5 separate regions of the Mus musculus genome follow, and all the other regions are linked to region 4. A link is a contact called in public Hi-C, Micro-C and promoter capture Hi-C data. All regions are on one chromosome and are shown on one strand. Each heading gives the region's core, a stretch centred on a gene start, on an enhancer-like site or on the middle of the called end of the contact. The rest is flanking DNA. Distances are from core to core; before and after follow the strand shown. Region 1 has its middle 130 kb from the start of Gm34038. Region 2 has its middle 190 kb from the start of Gm34038. Region 3 holds the start of Man2a1 (mannosidase 2, alpha 1). Region 4 holds the start of Efna5 (ephrin A5). Region 5 holds the start of Pja2 (praja ring finger ubiquitin ligase 2).

Region 1 (2,700 bases), core at 198-2,697, 1.3 Mb before region 4:
TAAATATCACAGATTAAAAGAAAAAAAGAAAAAAAGCCTGCTGACCAGATGGAGCAAGAGTGAATTTTTAAAATTTACTCAAGAATCTTGCATTTTCTCATTTCTTCTGAATGTAATTCTTGCATTGATGTCACATTGCTAGAAAGGGCTTCTTTTGCAAATATGCTTATATGATCTTCGCACATAGACATGTATTCTTCTGGGGTTATGTAATATAAATATCATATTTTTCTGTCACCACAATTGGTGAAGCCCAAAATAAGCACTTGGCCTTCTCATGTTAATATAATAACAGACACTCTTGTTTTATAACATACATTGCAGGATATAATAGAAGTCCACATGGGCAAGAAGCTCTGAAATATGTCAAACAAGTCCATAAATCTAAGTCAGATTTCATACATGACAAATAACCATTATCAATCTCATGCTAAGTGAGTGTTTAAATTTTCAGAAATCAAAACAATTGAAAATAAAATCAATCATCATAAAAATCAGAGCTATAGTTCATCAGTCATGAGATGTCAGAAGGTCTCATATTTCCATAACTCCATTCAATCTGAAAGAACCAGAGACAGCTAAAATAAGTTATAAAATCTATAAATGTCACTTTTACTTCCCTCGTGTTTTGAACCTTGGGAAAAAAAGTACAGACTCACAGATTCAACTAAGACGTTTTATGCCACACTACCATGCCCTGTGTGAATAGTTTGATTACAAAGGAATCCTAGAAAGAAATTTCTTTGACAGGCTACATAAACTGATTTGTTTGGGAGGATGCAATTAGTCTATGATCATATTACCCTTTCACTTCCCATGGCCAAACTAATGCCACTTGTTGGAGATGATTAATATATGATGTGTGAATGTATTTATTGTTTCTTTATTTTTATGTTTTGAATGTAGAACACAACGGGGGGGGATCCCTAAATTTCTTCATTAAAATTACAGTTCAGCAATTATTTAAGCTCATCCTGGAATTCTCTCCTATGTACTGCATCTCCTCCATATGCTTCTTGCCAGTTCATGAATGAATAATTTTTCAGAGTTCAGCATCTCCGTGTGAAGTTACTCTCTTCATAGCTTACATTTCTGTTGCTGGCATTTGAGTGCCAGAGCCATCTGGATTGAGTGCCAACTCTGTCAGCACGGTCTTAAGCTGTTTTCCGACACATTTGATCCCGCTATTCTTTTCCTTTGTTAATTTGTATTCTGAGAGAACACAAACCTAGGAAACAAAAGGAAAGACTCCAGCCTTCTCTCTTACTTGAATTTTCACTTATTTGCCTTCGTGGTATCCAGAATTATTTACATCTTTCATCATACTCCATAGCTCCATGTTTTCCCCCATCGTCACCATTATTAAAATAGCAGGAAGTTATTGTGAGTGTACAGAGACCTTCTGCTCCCAGTGCCTGATCAGCAGGGAATGGGACGAGAGCTGGTATGGACTGGCACACAATGGTCTATCTGACAAGCTGCCCGATGACATCGACGGAGGTACTAAAGCACATGATGTGCAAGCAGGTGTTTTTCAGGCCTCAGTGACAGCATTAAAGGCTCGGTTCGGAACCAGTATTTGCCGTGCCAGTTACCCCACTGTGCACAGCGAAGCATAATCTTTACTTTCCAACATCAGTGTTCTAGTAGAGAGATGTTTTATATTTTATAAATTGGAGTGAGTTTGAGATTCTTTACCGGCTTTGTACAAAATCGCTCAACACTTGTCCTCTTGCCCAGCTGTGCCTATGCAGTTTGAGGAGTTAACTGCAGCACTGGACCGATTTTGCTACTTGGAAAATATAGCTTAGAGCAGTGGCATCAGTTTTCTACACCGATAAAACAGATTGCTACATATTTTGTAGTTGAGAAGCACGGAAAACATAGTATCTTTGGTTTTTGATGGCAGTGCTGCATAGTTCCTACTGAGCAGAAATCAAGATGCCTCCCAGCTAACTGTGTACCCACTCTGCAGACATTAGGGAAAAATAACTTTCCTTGATTTTCCAATATCCAGAGACACTTGAGTTCCTCAGTTACCTGGCTCTCTTCCCTCTTCAAAGTCATTGTGGAATTGCCTCTTATTGTGCCAGCTCACACTCAGTTTGTCTTCATGCCTCTCTCACAACCTCTCTGATTCTCATTTGCACTTTTATTTACCCTATAAAGTTTAAAGCTATCCAGAAAAACAAGGAGAATATTTACCCTTAAGGAGATGAATGACCATACTGCTATCTACACATTTAACATCACACACACACACACACACACACACACACACACACACACACACACACACACACATATATATATATATATATATATATATATATATATACATTTATATATGTGTGAATACGTATATATGTGTATATATATGTGTGTATATATATGCATATATGTATACATATATATGTGTATATTTATGTATATTTATAGAGAAAAAGAAAATCATTTTGCCTTAGCTGCAACATTATAATCCCCATATCCCCATATCTTGAAATAATGACCTAATCCAAACCGATTTTATGTTGTGGAGCTCCGTTAGAAAGACATGAATAATTTCAATTTATCCAGTCCAGATAAACTCCCCCAACTCTTTCTAGATCATAAACCATTGAGTTTGTTGTGGTTATTGGCAGGAATGTGAAAGCCGGAGCTCTCTGCCAAGAATCCAGGTGGCTCCAGTAGAGTCTTTTT
Region 2 (2,700 bases), core at 41-2,540, 1.6 Mb before region 4:
ACACACACACATACACACACGTTAATATAATTCTTAAAATCATCACAAAATCTTAGTTCAAAATCTGATCTGCCAGAGTTATTAGAATGGCGCTATTATTTTCTTTGAACATTAAAAGTTCTTTATTGTGAGAGGAATAAAATTTTCATAATCTCACCCTTAACCTTTATAGATGTCTTTACCTAATATTAGAAAACTTTAAATTATGTAGGTTTTTTAAAAAAAATTTGTAGGAAACAAAATCATGTCAGATGTGAAACATATCATCTAATGTTGCATATTTTACCTTGAATATAGAATTTTTTGAATCCCATTACGTACCTAATTGTACTGGTCTCAGAATCTGAAAAGTATTTTATGAGAAGAGTGAGTTATATTGTGCAGCTTTAATTTTGACACTAGAGAAAAACGATCTTTATGGGATTAATAGTAATTTCTTCCTTTCTCTTTCTTCCTTTCTTGTTTTTCTTTCTGTTCTTTGCTTTCTCATTTTTTGTCTATACAGTCTTCAAGTCACATTCTCCAAAGGTTTCCCTGTCCCTTAGAGACAGCATTGACGGGTGATGGATAAATATTTTTAATTAGGAGAAACCCCAAAGTAAAGAACTCCCCAGAAGGAGTAGCAGTTGCCCCCATAAAAAATATTTGACACCTGCTTTGTTAAATTAGGACTAACACCTGCTATTCTCCATTCAGAATATTTATGAATTTTAAGCCAAAACTGGAGGCCGAAACTAAGGCTTAATAGTGGTTGAGGATTTAAAATTAAATAAAGCTTAATCTCAACTTATATTTGTGTTAATTACATTTTATTTCACACGTAACATTTGTATTCAGTCTCTTGCCAAAGTTCTGAAAAATAGTAAACCTTAGATGCAATTTAGTGACCAAGTTCAATCTCATTTTGGATATTAACTCAGAAGCCAGGAGACATAACATTTTCTATTTGGTGAAGATGACTTAAGGGAAAACTGATGAATATTTTGGTCTTTATTTCTGAGACATTTGTTTCTAAATAGAACATCATTCACTGTCTGATCTATTCATGATTTAGGGCCAGTATAACCCAATTAACTGTACGAGAAGCCACAGAAACATAACATTTCTTTTAAAAAAAATTGAGCAATCATGAAAAAAAAAATAATGGAGATGAAATCACCAAATGCAGTGTTTAGGGAAACTTCGATGAAAAGATGTGGTTGGAAAAGTATCAGGAGAGGAATGAACAAGCAGAGCATATGGACCTGTGGAGATTAGCATGCAGGGAGAAGCTGAACAGCACAGTGACCATGAAAGACAGGGAGCTGGGCATGTTCAGTGAGAAGCAACGGGGCTCCTAGGCAGAGTAAGAGTGGCATCATTAGATAGGGAAAGTAAGGGCTGATAATTAATGTACTGGGTCCAGTGAAAAATTAAATTTCTGGGACATTTTCATTAAAGAAAGATAACATGTCAATAAGACTCTGCCATATACAGCTTCTGCTTTCTAAAATGTCTTTTGCTTGGTTTTTGTCATTCTTTTTCATTTCTTTTTAAATAGAGGTAAATTAACTTCATTTATAATTTCTATATTGTTAATATTGATTATCATTATATTATACAGTGGCAATTTTAAATGTGACTATTACCTCATATACAGACTCATGAAACTCCCAATATCTGTTTTATAACAAACATATGCCTTTATATGATGCTCTTAACGAGGACATAATCAAAACCTTGAGGTCTGTTTCCTGATGTATACATATTCCTTAAGTCCATTTACAAATGAGTAAGAGAGACTGAAAAGAAAATGAATGGTTTCCCTTCCTTCATGTTCCTTGTATGACCGAATAAGTAGTTAATAGCTAAGTATGCACATATGAGGAGCAAGAGAAAATAATGAGCTGATCATTTTCAGTTTTTAGAGTAAATTCTTTAAACCGGTTCGTATCATGGTTTTGTTTTAATATCACAGTTGCTTCGTAAGGTATGCACTACCATCTGATTACTCAACTGAAGACACAGCTCACTTTATTGGCTCTAGGATTCTTGCAGAAAATGTGTGTATCATGGCAACACTCAGATTCTACATTCAGAGGTAGATGCACCATAAGTGCAGAAAGATACAGAACCCTGGGTCATATCATTTCTTTTTAGATCTGCATTAAAAGATCGTCATATATTCATGGGTGTAGACCATTCTTGGGAACATGGTGAACCTAAGAAATGATCAGATTTCTATAGTTCCTAAGTTAGACGTGCAGACTCCTGAGTGTTCCCTCCTACCTTGTTGCAATGCTGACTGGCTTTATATTGTACAGGTGTTGTGCAAACAACCACAGCTACTCTATTGCTCTGGATTACAATAAATTCTTACTGAGACTCATTCAGTTTGACACTAACTTTCTTGTATTTCTGATCATTCTTGAAACAAGAAGCAGTTTGTTCTACCACTTTGAATGATAAAAGACTCTAAAAAAAAATCCTTGATTTTAGCTTCAGGGCTACAAGGGCCTGTCTCATTCAGCCTGTGATTGGCAGGTATGCAGATGGGCAGAATGTCCAAGTGTTCTGCTGTACTTATACCTTTCCATTCAGACAAACACTTTACTCCTTTAGTCCACTGAAATCATTTCTCAATGACCTGTACAGGTTAAAATTATTGATAATACCTTTCTTTCTCATACCTTTCCACTTTTCAATTATATAGTGAACAAC
Region 3 (2,700 bases), core at 67-2,566, 1.7 Mb after region 4:
TGTCGCCAAAAGCAAGAGGAAAAGATGAGTCCTTTTTAGGCTCCTCAGATTTCTTGTCTACCTCCCCTTCCAGCCCTGCACAGACCCTTCCAAGGCAGGCTGATCTGGGCGTTCCAGGATAGAAGACGCGACAAGAGGATGGAATCTGGGGAATGAACCACTGTCGCTCTGGACCTTAGGCTGCTGGAGCCCTGGAGGCACCTCTCTGCTGGCCTCAATTCCTGCAAAGCCGCCTCCCTTGTCACTGAAGCCTCTTGAGGTCTTCCTACTGTCAGGGCCCAGTGAGGCAGGCGCTGGGCGGGCCTGGCGGGCGGCGCGCTGTGATTGGGCGCCAGGGGGCCCGCCCCCTCATCCCGGCGCGTCGGGAGGGGGCGGGGCCAGCCGGCTGCCCAGCTCCAGGGCTGCGGGCGCCTATTGACCCAACGGCCGCTGCGCCGCCGCCGCTGCCGCCGCCGCCGTCTCCTCCGGCTCGTGGCGGGCGGTACAGGAGCGCCGAGTGGCGCTGGGGAACCGGCTCTTCCTTTCGCGGCTGCCGCCGCCATCTCCGCGTTCTCGGGGCGGGAAGGAGGGGGTGCTCCACGGCTGCAGCTGGAGCGGGCTCCTCTCCGGGGACGGTCCTCTCCTCCTCCCTCGGCTTGCCTCCTCCCGGCGCTGCCCGCCCCCTGCGCCCTCCGCGTGCAGCCCGGGCCCGCGAGGGGGAAGGTAGGGGCGGCGGGGGCCGGGAGAGGCCGGGGATCGGACGCACACGCCGAGGAAAGTCCTGGATTGCAGCGCTCCGGCGCACAGGGTGCACCCGGGTCGGGCCCCCGCAGTAGCCGCGGCAGGAAGGGGTTCTTCGGCGGGCACGCGGGGGCGGTGTGGCGGGGGTGGGCCTGGGTGTCCCGGCGCTAAGTTGTGGGGCACGGCGCCTCCAGGTCCAGTTCCTTCTTCCGCGCGCTCCTTGCTCCCAGCGCCGCACACTCGGCCCCGGAGCCGCGGAACCCGCGCGTTCTCTGGGCGCGGAGGACACGCCTGCCCTTGTCGAGAAAACTTTTCCTGCCGACTCAGTCGTGCCGGCCCGTGGCAGGAAGTCGGGCAGAGACCTCTCCTCTGACTGCTCCGACCGCCCTACCGGGTAGCGCTATCCTGCAGGAAAGCAAGTTTGTGGGGACCTTTGCCTTGCTCTCCAGGAGTCTGCCTTGCAGGGACGGCCGGCCTTGGGGAGGGCAGCGGGCCAGGGCGTAGGCCGAGGGCGCGTGGTGGCTCCGGAGACGAGGTGCGGAGCGCAGCCGGGACCCGCGCCGTAGCGCGCGAAGGGTGTGCGGCCGGGAGCAGGGAGCCCTCGGCGATCGCCGGCTGGAGTCCTCAGTCTTCTGCCTCCTTCGGGTGAGGACCGCGTCCTGGCCCCGAGTCCATCGAGGAAAATGAAGTTAAGTCGCCAGTTCACCGTGTTTGGCAGCGCGATCTTCTGCGTCGTAATCTTCTCACTCTACCTGATGCTGGACAGGGGTCACTTGGACTACCCTCGGGGCCCGCGCCAGGAGGGCTCCTTTCCGCAGGTAAGCACCTGGTGGCGGGCGCAAGCTGGAGGGCTGGTCCCGGGGCTCGCACTTCTCGGCACCGGGGCAGGGTGAGGCCGCACCCGACGACCGGCAGAGCCTCATCCGGCTTGCTGAGGTTTCGGACCGCTGAGTTTGCAAAGTGCTGGGCGTCATGCGGTGGCAGCCTTGGCACCGGGCAAAAGAGGACATATTCCCACATTTGCACCCGGGCCTGTGGAAGTGGGCTCGGCCACCTGCTGGTGGGGAACCGGTGTGAGTGTCGCCCCTAAGCTAGCTCAGGGTTAAAGCTGCCAGAGGCCGCCCAGATCCCTGAACGCACCGAGGCGCGGAAATTGATTAAACACAGCCCACCTAGGCAGATTTCTGTTTCTGACCCCTTTCCCTTTCACTGTCTCTTAAGAGATAAAAAAGTTTATTTCCTGTTGCAGCCCTTTGAGATATGGATAGTAGGGTTGATTTTAGTGTCGTCATGCTTCAGCTGTTACCTCGGGTTGGTTTGGAGCAGAGTGGGGAAGCGCCTGTTATTCTCTCACTGGAAGCTGTGCGGCGCTCAGTTCTCTGCGGGGTGGTCCAGCTGGCAGAGGAGTTGAACAAACGACCCACCCGAAGTCTTTCAGGAAAAGTTACTAGCAAATAACAAGAAATGGATGCAATAGGTTCTGTGTGGGAGGTGACCACGTAGCAATTGAGAGTGGCCTTTACGGCTTTTCTCTGTTGACACACATACATTTTAGTAGAAGCAGATGTGTGGAGAAATCCGAAGAATCCAAGTGTTGACAAGCTAACAACTAGTTGACCAGAGCAATCTACAACCTACCCGAATAAGGCTGATGTTTTGCCTTTTTTTTTCTTTTAATATGACAGTTTAAATGACTGGAAATAGCCCTTGCCATTTCTTCTGATATGCCAGGGTCAATGGCTTGGTGGGAATTTAATGAAATCGGAACGAGGACTTGCGGATTCTGTCATTAGTACACAGCACTAGAAGTATTTTTTTCTTTTAGAAGTGTGGAAATAAAAAGCTGGCCACAGACAGATGTTTCCAAATGTTTACAGCTTCTGCTTCCCCTATAGAGCACAGAGAGAAAATATATAACACATGCTCTCTGCTGCCTTTAAATTTTGAACTTGGGAGTTTGCACCGGCCTTGTGCAAAGGC
Region 4 (2,700 bases), core at 39-2,538:
GGGCCCAGAGCGTGCGCTAAGGAAGTCCCCGGCGCCCGCTTCCAGCCTCCCGCCAAGCCCGCAGGCTTTGGGGTCGCCTAGACGCTGTCGCAGGTAACCACGCGCGTCCCTCCAGCTGCACAGCGCCAGGCCCCGGGGCGAAGGCTCCCACCTTCCGGCTTGCCAACTCCAGCGGCTCGCTCTGCACTCGTGACGTAACCCGGCATTCGATCAAACTTTCTGGCACCTTAAGCCCACTGGGGGGGAAAGGAGGGTGCCCGAGCTGGGAGAATCCTTTCCAGGGCCAAGCGCGATGGGCCTAGACCGACTTGGCGGTGTGTGTGTGGGGGGGGGGGGGGTCACCTAACAGTTATCTCGCAGTTAAAAAGAACATTAAACCCTAAAGCTTCCGCTTTCCACTCACCCATCCCTCCAACCCCCCTTTGCTTCCCTCTAACCGGTACGCGCTCTCTCTATGCGCGCAAGGAGGTAAAAGAAGGCATTATGTTTAAGTAAAAATTTTAAAATTAAAAAAAAAAGAAAACTTTGATGCTATCTATCAGGATCCCGGCCTCAGCCCCGCGCCCCCCAGGCTCCAGGGAGGACCTCTTGGCAGTACGCACCCGAGGCTACCAGCACCCAAGCTCTAAGCCGGGATCCGGAGGTGCGGGCCAATCTCCCCGACTGGGAAGCGATGGCCCGGGTCCGGGGCTCCCGCCCATTCCCGTGTCTTCCCCGCACCCGGTCGGAGGCAGCGGCTCCGCGCAGCCCTGGGGATTGCTAGCAGCCGCCGGCCCTGCCGCCCTGGCTTAACAAAGAGCGGCGCGGAGCGAGCGCTTCCCGCCGGCGCCGGGCGGCCAGCGGCGTCTGGCGACGCAGGCTCCGAGGGCGCGCGCTGCCTGCGGCTGGTGCGCGCCGCTCCCGGCCGCCGTGTCCCCTGCTCCCGGCCCAGGCCCGCGGAGCCCGAGCTTTTGGCGCCCCCGCCCCGGCCACCTTACCTGGGGTTGCTGCTGTTCCAGTAGACGGCGTAGCGGTCGGCGACGACTTTGGAGCCCGGGTCCTGGCTGAACACACACATCCAGAGCACCAGAAAGAGCAGCGTCAACATCTCCACGTGCAACATCACGCCTAGCCAGCGGCGGAGCCCCCGACGCGCCACTCCGGGGAGAGATCGGGGATCCAGGGGGAGGGAGGGAGAGGGGCAGACGAAGAGAGCGGACGCCAAATAAATAGGAATAAATACGATGAAGGGGCGAGAGGCGCGCGGCGAGCGCGGGAGGAAGAGGAAGAGGAGAGAGAGAAGAAGGAGGCAGTGGCTGGGGCGGGGGGACAAACTCGCACCCCCACTGAAGGGCTCGGGAGGGGAGAAGAATCACAAGACGGAGAGACGCGTGCGTGTGTGCGGTGGCGGCGGCGAGGGCGGGGGTAGGGGTGCGGAGCTGTGTCTCGGGCGGCGGCTGCAAGCCGGTCACCCCGGGAGAGGGAGGTGCGTGCGGGGCCGGGCGGCGGCAGCGCGGGTCGGGGCAGGCGGCGGCGCGCGCTGCACAGTCACGGGGAGTTGAGCGCCGCGGCTGCGGGGAGACATACACCGGCCCGCCGGGCCCGGCTCAGTGTCGGCGCCGCGGTCTGCACGGGCTTCCTCCGCCGCGCTGGGCCCTCACCGTGCGCCCCGCTTTGTTCCAAGTTACTTTGGCGGCCGGAGAGAAACTGCAGGAGGAGGGCGCTGTGTGGAGGGGGGCGGGGGGGGGGGCGTCCTCACACTGGTGTCCCCAGGAGGCTGGAAGCAGTCCGGAGCCTCCCTTCTGTGCCTTGGCCAGGCGACCCCCCGCAAGGCTCGCAGGAGTCCTGTGGACTGCGGTACCCGGAGGTGCGCAGAGAAGAGTGGCGATCTGGATCCGCAAGCCCGGCTCTGCCGGAGTCCTGGAACTGCCCAAAGCCGCAGCCGAGCGCTCAGGCGAGGAGAGGAGGAGCGGGTCTTGCTTCGGAAAAGGCTCCAAGAAAAGTTTGGCTCTTCACGTCTTCCAGCAGGTCCCCAAAGGAGTCCGACCGCAGAGGCAGAGCGAGATGGCACCCCCGGGCGCTGGCTGAGTCGGGGATTTCTCCTGCTAGCTTGTCTTGGCCGGGTGTGGGTGCCGCGGAGTGAATGAAGAGCAGAGGTTGTGAACCAGCCAGCCAGGCGGGGCCGGGATGCCCAAACCTGCAGGGCGACGCCAAGCCAACTGCCGGGCTGAGAAGCGAGAGGGGAAACAATCACTTTCGGATGGAGCCCTCCAAGTCCGGGATGGGCTGATGACAGTCTCCGTTCGCCTTCCGGGAGAGAGGCTGAACCCCCGCACGGCGTGCCCAGAGCCCCGGGGGGGAGCTCTCAGAAGTGTCCCTGGGACTCGGACCTCTCCGGCCCCAACCCCAGCAACTTGTAGAGATTCATCAATCAGTTTGAAACCGGGAGGGAAAAAGGGAGAGGGAGCACACGCGAGCTGCTGGCACCTCCCCGATGACTACATCAGAAAACCTTCCCGATCCGGAGCTGCCTCCTCCTTCCCTCCTTAGGCACAGCAGTAACGAGAGGTGAAAGCCACCGACCGAATCCTAAAACCTCTGCCCAGGCGGGAAAATAAACTTGAGTGCAGCGGCGCGAGCAGCCTGGAGAGGTTGGGAAGACTGGCGAGAAGTAGAAAGGAGGGGAAAAGTCAGTTTTGCAAAAGAGGAGGGAAAAAAAAA
Region 5 (2,700 bases), core at 138-2,637, 1.5 Mb after region 4:
CTTTCAACTGCAAGCACTGAAACGGCTTTCAGTAGGAATACTTAATTAAAGTCCATCAAATTAAAGAAATAGGATGTACCCTTAGATAGAAAAAGTATTAGGGAGGCCTACATAAAACGGGAGTCTATGTCCAAGATATATAATTAGAAGAAGCAAGCTTTACACAAATGTGCTCAGCATAGCCCTCACCCCCATCCCTGAAGGAGACAACTCTGCATGTGTGTGTATCTTTCAAGATGCGTTTGTGAAAGCACTTGGAAAGATGACCACCAAACCGAAATACTGGTGGGGCACTGAAGGATGAAAATAGTCACATATTAGTATTTATTTAATACTTCTCTCTTTATACTGCTGAATTTTACACGGAGGGTGCATGTCTGTAATAGAAGAATAAAATTATTTCATATAAAAAGACATGAAATCCAGAAGACAATCACAAACATGTTACGTTTATTTCTGTTATTTTTTTACGTTCCTGTATACACTCATCAAATGACCTGTTAAGTCTTCAGCAATGACTGCCATCTTAAAAGAAATAATAGCAAATATTTCGTGATAAAAATAGAGTAAGGCCTCTTTAAAAAAAAAAAAAAGAATCGTATACTTGACAGAATGAGGATCGTCAAAGCAGTTGTCTATGTAGACATACAATTTTTTTTTTTGTTTTATTTTATTCAACTTGGTCTGGGCAGCTTTCAACTCACCATTTTTAATGTGCGCAAAAAATGATAAACCTGGAGGCATCTTGGGGTGGGGGTGGAGGTGCGGGTGGGGGCGGGGAGGGGAGCCCTGAAGGTGCCTCTGACAGGCGTGCTGGGGCCTAACGCTGACCAAGAAGACGGTAGGCCACTGGCACTGCCTGACAGGGTGCCTGGGCCTCGGTGACAATCGGGGAGGACGCAAATCCGGGAGGCAGGGATGGAAGGCGTGCCGTGCCGGGCCGGGCAGGGGCCCCGCAGGCCTAGTGCGCCACGGTCCTCCGCGGCGGGCCTGAGGGTGGGCGGCACTGGCGGGCCGCGAGGGGCAAGGCGCCGGGTCCTTGACCAGGGCACCAAGGACAGCAGACAGCCGGCGGGAGCGAGCGGGCGGCGGGCGCGGCGGCTCGGGCTAGAGCGCGGCCCCGGGCGGGATGGCCGGAGGCCTCTCAGTCGCCAACCCCACCCACCATGGCCGGCCACGGCTCGGTCCGTTCCTCGGAGACCCCCGAAGCCGAGGCGCCTGGGCAGCGGCTCCCTCACCCAGATCCGCTCTGACAGAATCAGCCAGAATGGAGAGAGAAAAAAATAAAAATTGCCCTCACCGAGATGTGCAGCGGCTCCAGAGCGAGAACAGCGCTCGATCCTCCACCCGCCACCACCGCCTTCTTCTCCGCCTCCGACTCCTCCCCCGCCGAACGCGCAGCGGCTGCAGCGGCGGCGGCGGCGGCGGCGGCGGAAGCAGAGGTGGTGACGGCGGCGGCGGCGGCGGCGCGTCCCGCCCCTTGCGCTGCGAAGGAGGCGGAGGAAGGGAGCGCTTTAGCCCCGCCCCCTGAGGGCGCAGCCAATAGACTTCACGGCCCTCTGCAGGGGGAAAAGCACGCATCCAATCGCAGTCCTAGAAGTAGGCCTACGTCATGGTTGGACGTGGCAGAAAAAGGGAAAATAACTGGGGCTGTCTCTCTGCCTGGCGCCTGCAAGCTCTCTCCCAGGCCCTTCGCGGATTGGCCGAGGAGAGTGGAGACGCGCTTGGCTCCGCCCCCTCTCTGGCCCTGCGCCCGCCCCTGCAGCACTGCGACGTTTGGGCGGGGGCGGGGCGCCGAGGCCCGATCCACTGTCAGGCCTTTTGTGGTTTGGCTGGGAGAAAAGGGCGGGGTCTCCCGAAGGGAAGGGGGTGTGGAGAGCTGAGCGCAGGACTGGCGCAGTTACACTTCTCCCTCCATTCCCGCATGCCCCCCAGCAAAATGGAGGTGCAGAATTCGGTTCCCAAGGCTGTGAGAAGTTACCCAGTATTTGCAATTTGAAGTACAAGAAAAGAAAATCCGAAACCAGTTGCAATTCTGATAGCAGCGAGGGAAAGAAACGTACGAAGAGCTTGTTTGCTGTGGTTCTCTGTGGTGCGTGGTACCCGCCCACCACTGGTCAGACCCTCGCCCTGCTCTCTGATTCTGTTTGTATAAAGCAGCTATAGGTGAGATGTAGATTTGGCCTGACCAGAGTTTAGCAGCTGACAGCTAAGTTATATCGGGTGTCAGGCTCGGAGTTATCAGCTCTCGTCTCATGCAACCAAAATAAATACAACAGCTGGAGTCCCTGGACACCTTGCTTAATTTAAACCCAGTCACAGTTTAAGTTCGTTATGTCAGTGATGCACATGTCCCCTTTTCTCATCCTGAAGCCTGCCTGCTTCTCTGATTACAGCCTAGCTCTCTTCTCTTAACTCCCCGCCCCCACCCCCAGCTTCATCACCCAGAGCTCAAAAGCCCAGGATATATTTATCACGTGGCCTCCCTACCCACACAGATTAAGAGCCCCACTTCTTGTGATGTCCTTTAGCTGTAAAATCTGCCAGTGAACTGAAACTACTTTTTCTACCATCGATGTAAAGAAATGATTCGACATTTCCCATAAAAACACGAGAAATTGCTAGACATTTTGTGAAACCAAGTTTAATTCCCAGAATACCCCAGTAGCATATATTTTACCCGCCCCCCAAATTACTCTT

What was found. Promoter capture Hi-C pulls out the DNA fragments that hold promoters and counts their contacts. A called contact is a pair of places that touch in the nucleus more often than the background predicts.
Region 1: a Hi-C map of cerebellum shows a contact between it and region 4, with 1.9 times the contacts expected there. The contact joins the enhancer-like site here to the promoter of Efna5 in region 4. A contact is called at or near these places in 3 of 39 promoter capture datasets (the 3T3-L1 cell line and hippocampal neurons), 1 of 484 Hi-C or Micro-C datasets (cerebellum) and 5 of 115 datasets of contacts at active chromatin or transcription factors (astrocytes, embryonic basal ganglia, embryonic forebrain and 2 more).
Region 2: a Hi-C map of cerebellum shows a contact between it and region 4, with 2.0 times the contacts expected there. The contact joins the enhancer-like site here to the promoter of Efna5 in region 4. A contact is called at or near these places in 7 of 39 promoter capture datasets (the 3T3-L1 cell line, 3T3-L1-derived adipocytes, cranial neural crest and 3 more), 1 of 484 Hi-C or Micro-C datasets (cerebellum) and 7 of 115 datasets of contacts at active chromatin or transcription factors (the NIH/3T3 cell line, astrocytes, embryonic forebrain and 4 more).
Region 3: a promoter capture Hi-C map of pre-B cells shows a contact between it and region 4, with 4 times the contacts expected there. The contact joins the promoter of Man2a1 here to the promoter of Efna5 in region 4. A contact is called at or near these places in 1 of 39 promoter capture datasets (pre-B cells) and 2 of 484 Hi-C or Micro-C datasets (both in embryonic stem cells).
Region 5: a contact with region 4 is called in a Micro-C map of embryonic stem cells, with 5 times the contacts expected there. The contact joins the promoter of Pja2 here to the promoter of Efna5 in region 4. A contact is called at or near these places in 1 of 39 promoter capture datasets (pre-B cells) and 1 of 484 Hi-C or Micro-C datasets (embryonic stem cells).

Annotation. Positions count from the first base shown.
Region 1 is chr17:61,605,809-61,608,508 of GRCm38.p6, forward strand. No RefSeq gene overlaps it. Among named protein-coding and RNA genes, the nearest start is that of Gm34038, 130 kb to the left of the region's middle. Within about 2 kb of position 1,448, at least 4 of the 459 cell types and tissues checked have an H3K27ac peak or open chromatin away from gene starts, as enhancers often do. A contact at or near this core is called in cerebellum, where this site is marked.
Region 2 is chr17:61,287,486-61,290,185 of GRCm38.p6, forward strand. No RefSeq gene overlaps it. Among named protein-coding and RNA genes, the nearest start is that of Gm34038, 190 kb to the right of the region's middle. Within about 2 kb of position 1,291, at least 1 of the 459 cell types and tissues checked has an H3K27ac peak or open chromatin away from gene starts, as enhancers often do. A contact at or near this core is called in cerebellum, where this site is marked.
Region 3 is chr17:64,600,333-64,603,032 of GRCm38.p6, forward strand. It overlaps Man2a1 (mannosidase 2, alpha 1), which reads left to right and starts at 1,317. Exons shown (of 22, transcript NM_008549.2): 1 at 1,317-1,538. The coding sequence starts at 1,404.
Region 4 is chr17:62,880,029-62,882,728 of GRCm38.p6, forward strand. Efna5 (ephrin A5) reads right to left here and starts at 1,289. Exons shown (of 5, transcript NM_207654.2): 1 at 978-1,289. The coding sequence starts at 1,102.
Region 5 is chr17:64,330,496-64,333,195 of GRCm38.p6, forward strand. Pja2 (praja ring finger ubiquitin ligase 2) reads right to left here and starts at 1,388. Exons shown (of 10, transcript NM_001025309.1): 1 at 1,301-1,388.